2 separate regions of the Zea mays genome follow, and region 1 is linked to region 2. Evidence: chromatin contacts called from public Hi-C data. All regions are on one chromosome and are shown on one strand. The core of a region is the stretch at or near the end of the contact, and the rest is flanking DNA. Distances in the headings are between cores, read along the strand shown. Region 1 has its middle 35 kb from the start of LOC100277843. Region 2 holds the start of LOC100279291 (Glycosyl hydrolase family protein).

The links. Hi-C and Micro-C count contacts between places; a contact is called where the count stands out from the background.
Region 1: a contact with region 2 is called in a Hi-C map of leaf, with 4 times the contacts expected there. The contact joins the enhancer-like site here to the promoter of LOC100279291 in region 2. A contact is called at or near these places in 2 of 25 Hi-C or Micro-C datasets (both in leaf).

The regions. Positions count from the first base shown.
Region 1 is chr6:160,040,185-160,045,506 of Zm-B73-REFERENCE-NAM-5.0, reverse strand. No RefSeq gene overlaps it. Among protein-coding and RNA genes, the nearest start is that of LOC100277843, 35 kb to the left of the region's middle. Within about 2 kb of position 1,731, at least 17 of the 20 cell types and tissues checked have an H3K27ac peak or open chromatin away from gene starts, as enhancers often do. A contact at or near this core is called in leaf, where this site is marked.
Region 2 is chr6:159,974,599-159,979,283 of Zm-B73-REFERENCE-NAM-5.0, reverse strand. LOC100279291 (Glycosyl hydrolase family protein) reads left to right here and starts at 1,451. Exons shown (of 8, transcript NM_001152312.1): 1 at 1,451-1,879; 2 at 1,985-2,075; 3 at 2,165-2,313; 4 at 2,392-2,635; 5 at 2,723-2,836; 6 at 2,917-3,099; 7 at 3,199-3,400; 8 at 3,943-4,541. The coding sequence starts at 1,500. The coding sequence ends at 4,439.

The DNA of each region.
Region 1 (5,322 bases), core at 482-2,981, 66 kb before region 2:
GTGGAGACCGTAAATGCGGTGGTTGCAAACTTGTGCACTGAACGAAGTGTAACTAGGACGGTAGGAGACAAAGTGGCAAAGTGCCAATAACAACGGTGTTCCCATGGACACATGCATCTTTAGGCTGGTTATAACATTAGCTACTGACTAATGTACGATCTTTAGTCTTAATATACAACCATTTTAGCACTATATCAACCTTTTATTTTATGGATTTTCAGTTAACATAATATGTGATTGTTTTATCAAAATAAAATACATCTTATTACATAACTAAACAAAAAATTACATAATTCATAAAAAAACAATTAGAAATTACATAACTTAAACTAAAGATAGAAAATAGATAATTCATAAATATAACTAATAAATTATTACTCATCTTCTTCATCTTCCTCTTTCACATATTTTACAGTAATTGATTAATTGCTCAAATAATTTAGTTTAAAACATCCACATGTTAGCCTTGTAGAGCTTCTTTAATATTTCTTTCTGTTTTGTATAGATGTGGACTCGTCATTAATTGTTGTTGGGTCCTTCCTTTTTGTTGAGCTTTTGCCCTGTCACAACCGGACCCATAGGGTGGTGTGTTCACACTTTCCTGTGTTGGGTAGCTATGATCATCGTCCAACTTCTGAAAAGATATTTTGCTCCTATCACCTGAGTTATCGTCACCGTGCCCTGTGTACCACTTGGGCTAATGGCGAAGTGCGCGCCACATATGTTACTGCCTGCTCGCTGCGGATTTAAACCAACTGTTTAGACTGGTGCAACTGCAATTTATAGAGACAAAATACTGTAGAAAAAGTAGAAGCCGTTTCAAAATAAGTCGCAGCGAACAGGTTTGCTATAGTTTGAACTCCGTCCTATCAGGCTTGTTGCGAAGCATCATTTGTTCCACTCGATCGGACCATGACCGTTGAAAAAGATGACCTTCTCGTTGCTCATCGAACACGGATCCTTTGGCTGCTTGGGGTACAATGGCGATGAACTTCTGTAGTGGAATTGTAGGTGGTTGCTATGTTACCCTAGAACGTCGTCGGTTCCTTCTTACTAGTATCATCAATAGAGTCTACCGAGTGTCACAAAACTCTAAGGCCCCGTTTGTTTCGTTGAAATTGAATTTCATTTTAATAATTATAATTTAGAGAAAACTAATTAAGTTCATATATTTATATATATGTAAGATATTTGTATATTATTCTAAATCATATGAGAGAGATAGTTATATACTACATTTATGTTATAACAAATCAAGTATAATAGTGTGCTATAAGTTGTACATCAGAAACATAGCATGTAAATCTATAGAACCAATTTCCATCTCTCACCCCATGAATTTGAGATAGACTTATATAATAACTTTGGAAAGTGGTGGAATGTCACATTCTAAAAAAGTTAGCCTATTTCATTAGTAAGATTCCAATTCATCAAAATGAAAGGAAACAAACGGGACCTAACAAAAATTTCATGTTAGATGTTTTGGCGTGTCAACAAGATCTCTAACAAAATAGTGAAACTGACCCTGGGATCTACTACTTTGGTAGATCCAAATTTGGTGAATCTATACCACTTAGTTAACTTTTTTGTGAAATAGAGTTATCAACTTTAATCTAAAGCCTAACGAGCTGTCCCAGGCAGGAACGCTCGCAGCCTCGTACTCTATAAAATTCAAACTCAAGCTGTCCACTGCAGAAAAGCGCACGGCATCACGGCCCAAAGTTCACCACCATTTTACTGCTTCAGAAAGTTTTGGCCTCTGCAAGCGCGACTTGAAAGCCCAGCGTCGTGATCTAACCAAGGGCCCCCACGAAATGTCCCAGCCCAACATGCCAAGCGGCAAACGGCCTCACGTCGAAAAGCACGAAAAATTCAGTAACTGCCACGCCGGATTGCACCTTCACCAATCACCACTCCATCTCATGTCCGTGCCCTTCGTGTACCTCACCTACGTCACCGTGTCCGAGACCCTGGCCGTGCGCGCGTTCCTCTACGTCGCCGTGGCGGGCCTCGAGGTAAGGGACACCGAGGGCGTTGCCCGGTCCGTGCTCCCAAGGTTCTACGCCGGCGACGTCCACCCGGAGGGCTGGCGCGTCTTCCGCTCGTTCGGGAGTGTTACACACTTAACACGGCATAAGATTAATTTGACCATATTGCCGTATTGTGTAAATGTGTAAGTGTAATACAAACAGAACTACTATCATATTACAGATATTAATTCCCATTAATTAAACCATGGCAATTAACACACATAAGATAAACAAACAACAAATCTATCCAAAAGATGTGCATCACGATAAACAGAAGATGCAATTTTACTTATTATGCTTCCCACGACTGAAGTTGAAGAACATAAAAGGACGTGCGAGACACAATTCACAAAAACCTAATTCGCCGGTATATGTGCGGGTCATCGATCCCTACAAATTTCGATCTGTTGCATGACAAACACAGGCACAACAACACAACAGTGAAGCGACGACACATATAATCTAGGATAATATGAGTCGGTTGTTTGTGGTGGACCTCCATCTGAAGGATGTCTCCCTTTATAAAGAAGTCACTGCAATCTACAAAATTCGATCGGCTAAATTCTATTAATTATCCCCCTAGAATCTCTTTACGTGCAACCACACGGTGGCAGTCTAGGTGTGGTACTCAATAACAAAAAATAAAAGGAAAAATGAAATTGTTGTTTAGAACACATCACGACGCAATCGCGCATCGTCGCAAGTCACAATTCACTCATTAATTTTAGGAAAAAAAACGAGAAACACGACCGAGCATGGTCAGTTCATAGCAGCCTCTATAGCCATTTGCTTGTCACATGTGAAGACTAGTGCACACCTCACATATAAATTGGTTATCTCCTACTTGATAAGCAATGTGGGACTAAAGCCCCTCATATCATCCTAACAAACTACCTTTGCTTCCTTATATGATTGGGTCACCCACAATTAGTTTTAAATATGCCAAATTCCAACATGTAAGAGGTGCATCATCACTTCACGGCATTTCTTGGTGTCGACGTGGTCATCGGGGCAGAAATGTTGGTAGGTGAGTCCGAGAAGGCCATGGGGTTCATCGCCGACCCTAGGGTGCTGGTCGATGAACATAAGAGACAGGCATGGCGGTGTGGGAGTTTGGATCGCAAGAGTGACTTTGATCTCATGTCCATATGTAAGGTAGAGGTTCTTCAACTATTTGTTGTTAGGCTATTTTCAACAGCTTATTATCTCTATACCTATATTCAAACCTCACTCTACGAACAGTGCAGTTTACAATGTAAAACAATGTTTTGGATGACTATATGAGTGAACTATTAGACGCGGTCTTAGTTTATAATTGAATGCATTCTACTGTCAGTTAGCTACTAACGTTGTACAAAGTTGTAAGGCTTAAGGCATGTTTGGTTCGTTACCTCAATTGCCACACTTTGGCTAACTTTTCTGCCTAAGGTTAGTTATTCAATTCGAACGACTAACCTTAGGCAAAGTGTGTCACATTTAGCCACAAACCAAACATGCCTTTAGTGCATCATGCCACGACGGAAGCAACTACGAGAGGGGATCGTTAGATTTTGAGAGTACTGTCGGTAAGTACCATTCGTGCCTCCTCGACACTTGGACTGCGTGACTTGACCACTAGCATGATAGAATATATTGAATTTTTAGTGGACCAAAATAAATTTCGCAAACTTTTAGCTAACTCCATTAAATTGATTAATTTCCATAGGTCTGCACCAGCCGACAAATATTATGAAGTTTACACCGTAAGCTTCCTTCCTCATCTCTATCTTTCACTCTCGCACCCTCACACCTCCGACACACATGCATGTCCCATTGATAGGATCTAGGTGACTATAGAGGGGTGAATAGCCTATAAAACCTTTTTCTAACAAAAACTTATGACAAGAACTAGAGATAAGATAAAAATCTTATATGTGATTACATTTTTATCCAGTTCTCGTATATTTCTTGCTTAGTAACAAAGGGCAACAATAACAATAATAAAGCTACTAGCAAAAAAATAAATTATTCTACTAACTATGAAATATAATAAGTAAAAGTAATAACAAGAGGGCTTTGAATGCAAACCACAAAGGACAAAAGGTAGAAACGATATTTATCCCGAGGCTCGGTTGCTTGCCGACAACCTGTGTTCTCATTATGGCGAGTCTATTCTTAGATAATTCATGTGTTAATTTGCATAACAAGTCAAGGCATACACCAGGCATCATGAGAATAATTCTAGAAGAGAACTCCAAGAAGCCATCTTTTTCTACTAGAGTTGGTCTTTGTAAATCTCCCACAGGGATGACCACAAAAACAGTTACAATCCGATGATCGGAGCCGACAACAATCACTAAATTCGCTTAATGATCCTCCAGTGCCTCAAAGCCATCTAGGCGGTGACAGCCACCAACCCACCAAGTGTAACAAGAATCTGCAACTCAATACAATCACTAGTGCCACTAGTCAATGCAAACCACTTTGGTCACTCCCAAAATGTTCTCTTAGGCTTACTATGGTGTATATTCAATTGGGAAGCTAGCATATCATGCTCAGGACCACACAACCTCTATTTACATGGTCCTAAGGCTCAACTAGCCATTGAAACCAACAACCACTAGTCTACGAGGTATCATACAGTACGACCCCCTAGCGTCGGACCATATCGCACGAGTCTGACGCCTCCAGATGCAACCACATGTACTAGCTATTTATATGTTGTTGTTGTTGCCCAATGACTATTTGACCATATAGTATGTTGTCTCTGAGTTCAATGATCATCAAACCAAATCTTCTGAGTTTGACCTACGTAGGACAAACCAGAGAGGAGACAATCCTTACTGTACTGGTCTGACGACCACCGTCAGGCCAAAGTTCATGGTTCGATGCCCCCTATTCTCGATCATATCGATCACCTCACATTAGGATCCCTTAGGTGAACTGTGCTCCCATCCCGTTTGATGCCATATTTTTCTCAACAGTTGGACCAAAAAGTGAAGGAACAAATTAGGAAACCAAAGGGCAGGGTGAACGGGAGACAATAAAAGCTTTGCACTTCGGCAATCTTGGTTTGCTTTCCATCTCACTGAAACCTCTAAGACACCAAAAACCTTGCAAATGGACCAAAAACAAGGACACCTCATACAATAAGTAATTGAATGCTAAAAAAATCTTGGAGTATGTGTGCATCAAAGAAAACAACTAGATCAATAAATAGATACTCAAAACCCCAAATGAGGCCAATTTTGAGGTTTCTCTGGAATGTGCGACAGTGCCGCTCCCCGTGCGCGATAGTGCCTCTTGGTATAAC
Region 2 (4,685 bases), core at 202-2,701:
AGACTTACGTGTAGTGGAAGATGAAGGGGTCTGCACGATTTATTGTTTAGGCTACGACAGATTTCCCCCATCGCAACGACTCGATGGATTTTGCATTTACGTTGGTTTGAGCGATTTTCACATAAGCGGTTCGCATAGAAGTTGGCTGAGAAGGGAAGGGTTTGTTTAGCAGAAGCTGATTCTAATGGCTAGAAGTCGAAACCAACAGGGCCTATAGAAGACACTGAGACACAAAGTCTACCTTAAAAACAAATTAGACAATTCTGATTAAATTGATCTTACATGAATATAAAGTTGATGCATAAACTAAGGGCATGTTTGTTTTCTTGCAGGATTATATAGTTCAGCTGTTTTATATAGATTTTATAATCCACTTTATGTAATCCTACTAGAAATGTTTGTTTACACATTATTAGTGGGTAAAAAGCCAAATAATAATTTAAAATAAGCACCTAATTTCCTGGTTATGGATTATCATAATTGAAGTCCTAGATTATATAATCCACTACAGTAATATGTGATGTTTGTTTGTCTCTTAACTTATTTAAGCTGGATTACATAACCTAGAGGGTAAACAGTAGTCTCAAATCCACTAGAGTTGTCCCAAAAAACTCTTAGGCCTCGTTTGTTTCGTTGGAATTGAATCCATTTTAATAATTATAATTTAGACATAACTAATTAAGTTTATATATTTATATATGTAATATATTTATATATTATCTTAAATCATATGAGAGAGATAGTTATATACTACATTCATGTTGTAACGAAGCAAGTAGAAGAGTATGCTATAAATTGTACATCGGAAAATAACATGTAAATCTATAGAATCAATTTCCATCTCTCACCCTAATGAATTTGAGATAGACTTATATGATAACTTTGGAAAGTGGTGGAATGTCACATTCTAAAAAAATAGCCTATTCCAATAGTAAGATTCCAATTTCTCAAAATAAAAGGAAACAAACGGGGCCTTAACGTCATCTCCAACACATTATGTACATGATCGTGCGAAACACTTTTGTATTGTAGAGTGTATTATTTACCAAGTATAGTTTGAAATAGAAGATTAAGGCCTTGTTTGGGACAGCTCCAGCTCTAGAAAATTTGATGGAGTTGGTGGAGCATGTATTATTAGGTGTTCTAGAAAATTATAGACATGGATCTATAAGTCTTTAGAAAACATTTAGATATATCATTTTGTTTATTATTTAAATTAAAAATATTTTTAAAATTAATTAAACTTATATTAAAAGCTATAGCTCCATAGAGCAGATAATATGATACAAAAGCTGCTGAGCATAACATGGAGTCGGCGACGGGGCGGGTCCGAGAACTGACAAGTTCAAAAGCCAATCTCTTTCCAGGTGGCGCTCTCGAGGCGTTCTGCCCTGTTTCCCTCGTGTGTACTAGTCCAATCCCCTCCCAATCGGTCAACACAAGTACACACCACAAACACCCATCTCCTCCGCCTCTGCTCCCTTCTGCTCACCCGCACGATGGCGCCGGAGGCGCGAGGTGAGGCGGCGCTGGTGTACAGAGACGCATTGGCGCCAGTGGAGGAAAGGGTGCGAGACCTGCTGGGCCGCATGACGCTGCGTGAGAAGGCAGCGCAGATGGCCCAGATCGAGCGCACCGTCGCGACGCCGCGAGCCCTCACGGAGCTCGGGGCTGGCAGCGTTCTCAACGCCGGGGGAAGCACGCCCTGCGAGCAAGCCTCCCCCGCCGACTGGGCCGCCATGGTCGACGGCTTCCAGCGCCTTGCGATCTCCTCCCGCCTCGGCGTCCCCATCCTCTACGGCACTGACGCCATCCACGGACACAACAACGTCTACGGCGCCACCGTTTTCCCCCACAACGTCGGTCTCGGCGCCTGCAGGTACCGATCGATTCGATCCACAGACCATGTTCTGTGTGATGGCCGCGTCACTGTACTACCCCAATGTTTTGTCCGCTAGGCAACCATATTCTGTTGACCTCACAGGGACGGAGAGCTCGCGCGTAGGATCGGCGAGGCGACGGCGCTCGAGGTTCGCGCCACTGGCATCCACTGGACCTTTGCGCCGTGCGTCGCCGTGAGTAAAATTCAAAACTCTTCTGATTGATCGATGACGTTTGTGGGGATCTGCTTGATGGTGTGAGTCTGGCCTCTCCTGTATACTAGGTCTGTCGGGATCCTAGGTGGGGCAGATGCTACGAAAGCTACAGCGAGGACCCAGAGATCGTGCGCTCGTTGACCACCATCGTCAGCGGTTTGCAGGGGCAGCCGCCAGCAGACCATCCTCATGGTTACCCCTTCCTCGCTTCGCCTAGGTACTTGAGTGGACATGTTTAGCGTGTTCCTCATATGCCCACAACCTGTTTGTGAAAATGTGTCCATGTGGTTTGTAGGGAGAATGTACTTGCTTGTGCTAAACATTTCGTAGGGGATGGTGGCACGGACAAGGGGGTCAATGAGGGGAACGCCATTTGCTCCTATGAGGATTTGGAAGCAATCCATATGACACCTTACCCGGATTGTATAGCTCAAGGGGTGGCAACAGTAATGGCGTCCTACTCTAAGTGGAATGGGGAGCCATTGCATTCAAGTCGCTACTTGTTAACAGATGTTCTGAAGGGCAAGTTAGGCTTTAAGGTATCCGAGCTACTGTCATTGTTTTTGTAATGATGATTGAAGCTTAGGTTGGTTTATGAATTTGATGTGTCTAATATCCTGTTTCAGGGTTTTCTCATTTCAGATTGGGAGGGCATTGACAGGATCTGTGAGCCACAAAAGCCTCGAGGGTCTGATTATCGCTATTGCATTGCACAATCAGTAAATGCAGGAATGGACATGGTATATGATTATTTGAGTGTTCACATGAAATGTATTCTTCAGTCCCTCTGTTGGTTTTGCCTACATTGAACAATCTACAGATTATGATACCTCACAGGTTTGAGAAATTTTTGGATGATATTGTGTTCTTGGTGGAGGCGGGGGAGATACCAATGTCTCGGATTGATGATGCTGTTGAACGAATTCTGAGGGTTAAGTTTATTTCTGGAGTGTTTGAGCATCCATTTTCAGACCAATCTCTACTGGACATAGTTGGTTGTAAGGTAACATGCTTCTGGTTCCTTTCAAGCTTCTGTGTATCTCTTTGTTGAGCCATCTAAAAAATGATGTCACTAACGACAAGCAATATATTGACCTTCTAGGAACATCGGTTACTAGCGCGTGAGGCTGTTCGCAAGTCTTTGGTACTTCTGAAAAATGGCAAGGATCAGAATAAGCCATTCCTTCCATTGGCCAAAGATGCAAAAAGAATACTGGTTGCAGGAACACATGCTGATGATATTGGATATCAATGTGGTGGCTGGACGATAGCATGGCATGGAGACAGTGGAAAAATAACTCTTGGTAAGCAGGGACTCTGTTTTGCAAAAAATAAATATTTTGTATTTATTAGTTCTTTGTACTCGTATCAATCAATTGTTTGACCTAGATGATACAGTTGTTCTTCTCGAAAACATAGTGCACTTGTCCATAGTTTGAAGTTTAAACTTGCATCAATATAATTGCTCCAAAAGAAGTTATCATATTTGAGTGAAGTAACATTCTTTATCCTGAAGAAACTGTTTATTGTTTGGGAACTCCAGCTGTAAACTTGTTTTGATAATTCATATGGCATTTTCAACTGCCATGGTGAAAATAAATGGTAACTTGCTGCTTTTAAAAGCAAGCATAAGATGTTTTGTATTGGATCCCTTGAGTAGATCAATATTGTGGCTGTCCTTGAGTAGATCTGTGCCTTTCCCGTTACTTTATACACTCACTCACACTCTGCCATCGTTTGCTCACTGAGTTATTTGTTTCAAAAGAACATTTAAAGCTTTATTTGATCAAAGCAGTAAAATATCCTGTTTTCCCAAAACAGTTATTCACACCAATCTAAATAACAGGTACGAGCATATTGGAGGCCATACAAGAATTAGTGGGAGTGCAAACTGAAGTTGTGTATGAGAAATGCCCAACCGAAGCTATGATTGAAACTGGGGGGTTTTCCTATGCGGTGGTGGTTGTTGGAGAGGTTCCATATGCCGAATGGACAGGAGATAGAACTGACCTTAGTATTCCGTTTAATGGCTCTGACCTTATCATCCGTGTTGCAAGTAAAATCCCTACCCTAGTGATTGTTATATCTGGAAGGCCATTAATTATTGAGTCACAAGTTTTGGAAAAGATAGAAGCTCTAGTCGCTGCCTGGCTGCCTGGAAGTGAGGGCATGGGAATTACCGATTGCCTCTTTGGAGATCATGATTTTGTGGGCACATTGCCTGTGACATGGTGTAAGTCTGTTGATCAATTGCCTATAGATGCTGGAGACTCTAACTATGACCCGCTATTCCCTGTTGGATATGGGCTAAAAATGTTTCGAAGCGATAATGATTCAACATAACTTTATTATTTATTGGGTACATTTGAATCTTTGTGATGTTAAATACTCTGTATTTATTGGCTATTGGAACTTAAAATGAAATAATATATTGTTGTAGTATGCATTGTACTGTTTTGAATACATTATTCTTCCCTTAGATTTTAGTTTTTTTTGTCACGTTTCAAGATTAGTGCACTTCAATTTCATATTACTGTTTCCATCTACCGGTTAGTTGTGCTTCATCAAACTCTTTCTGGAAACTAATGG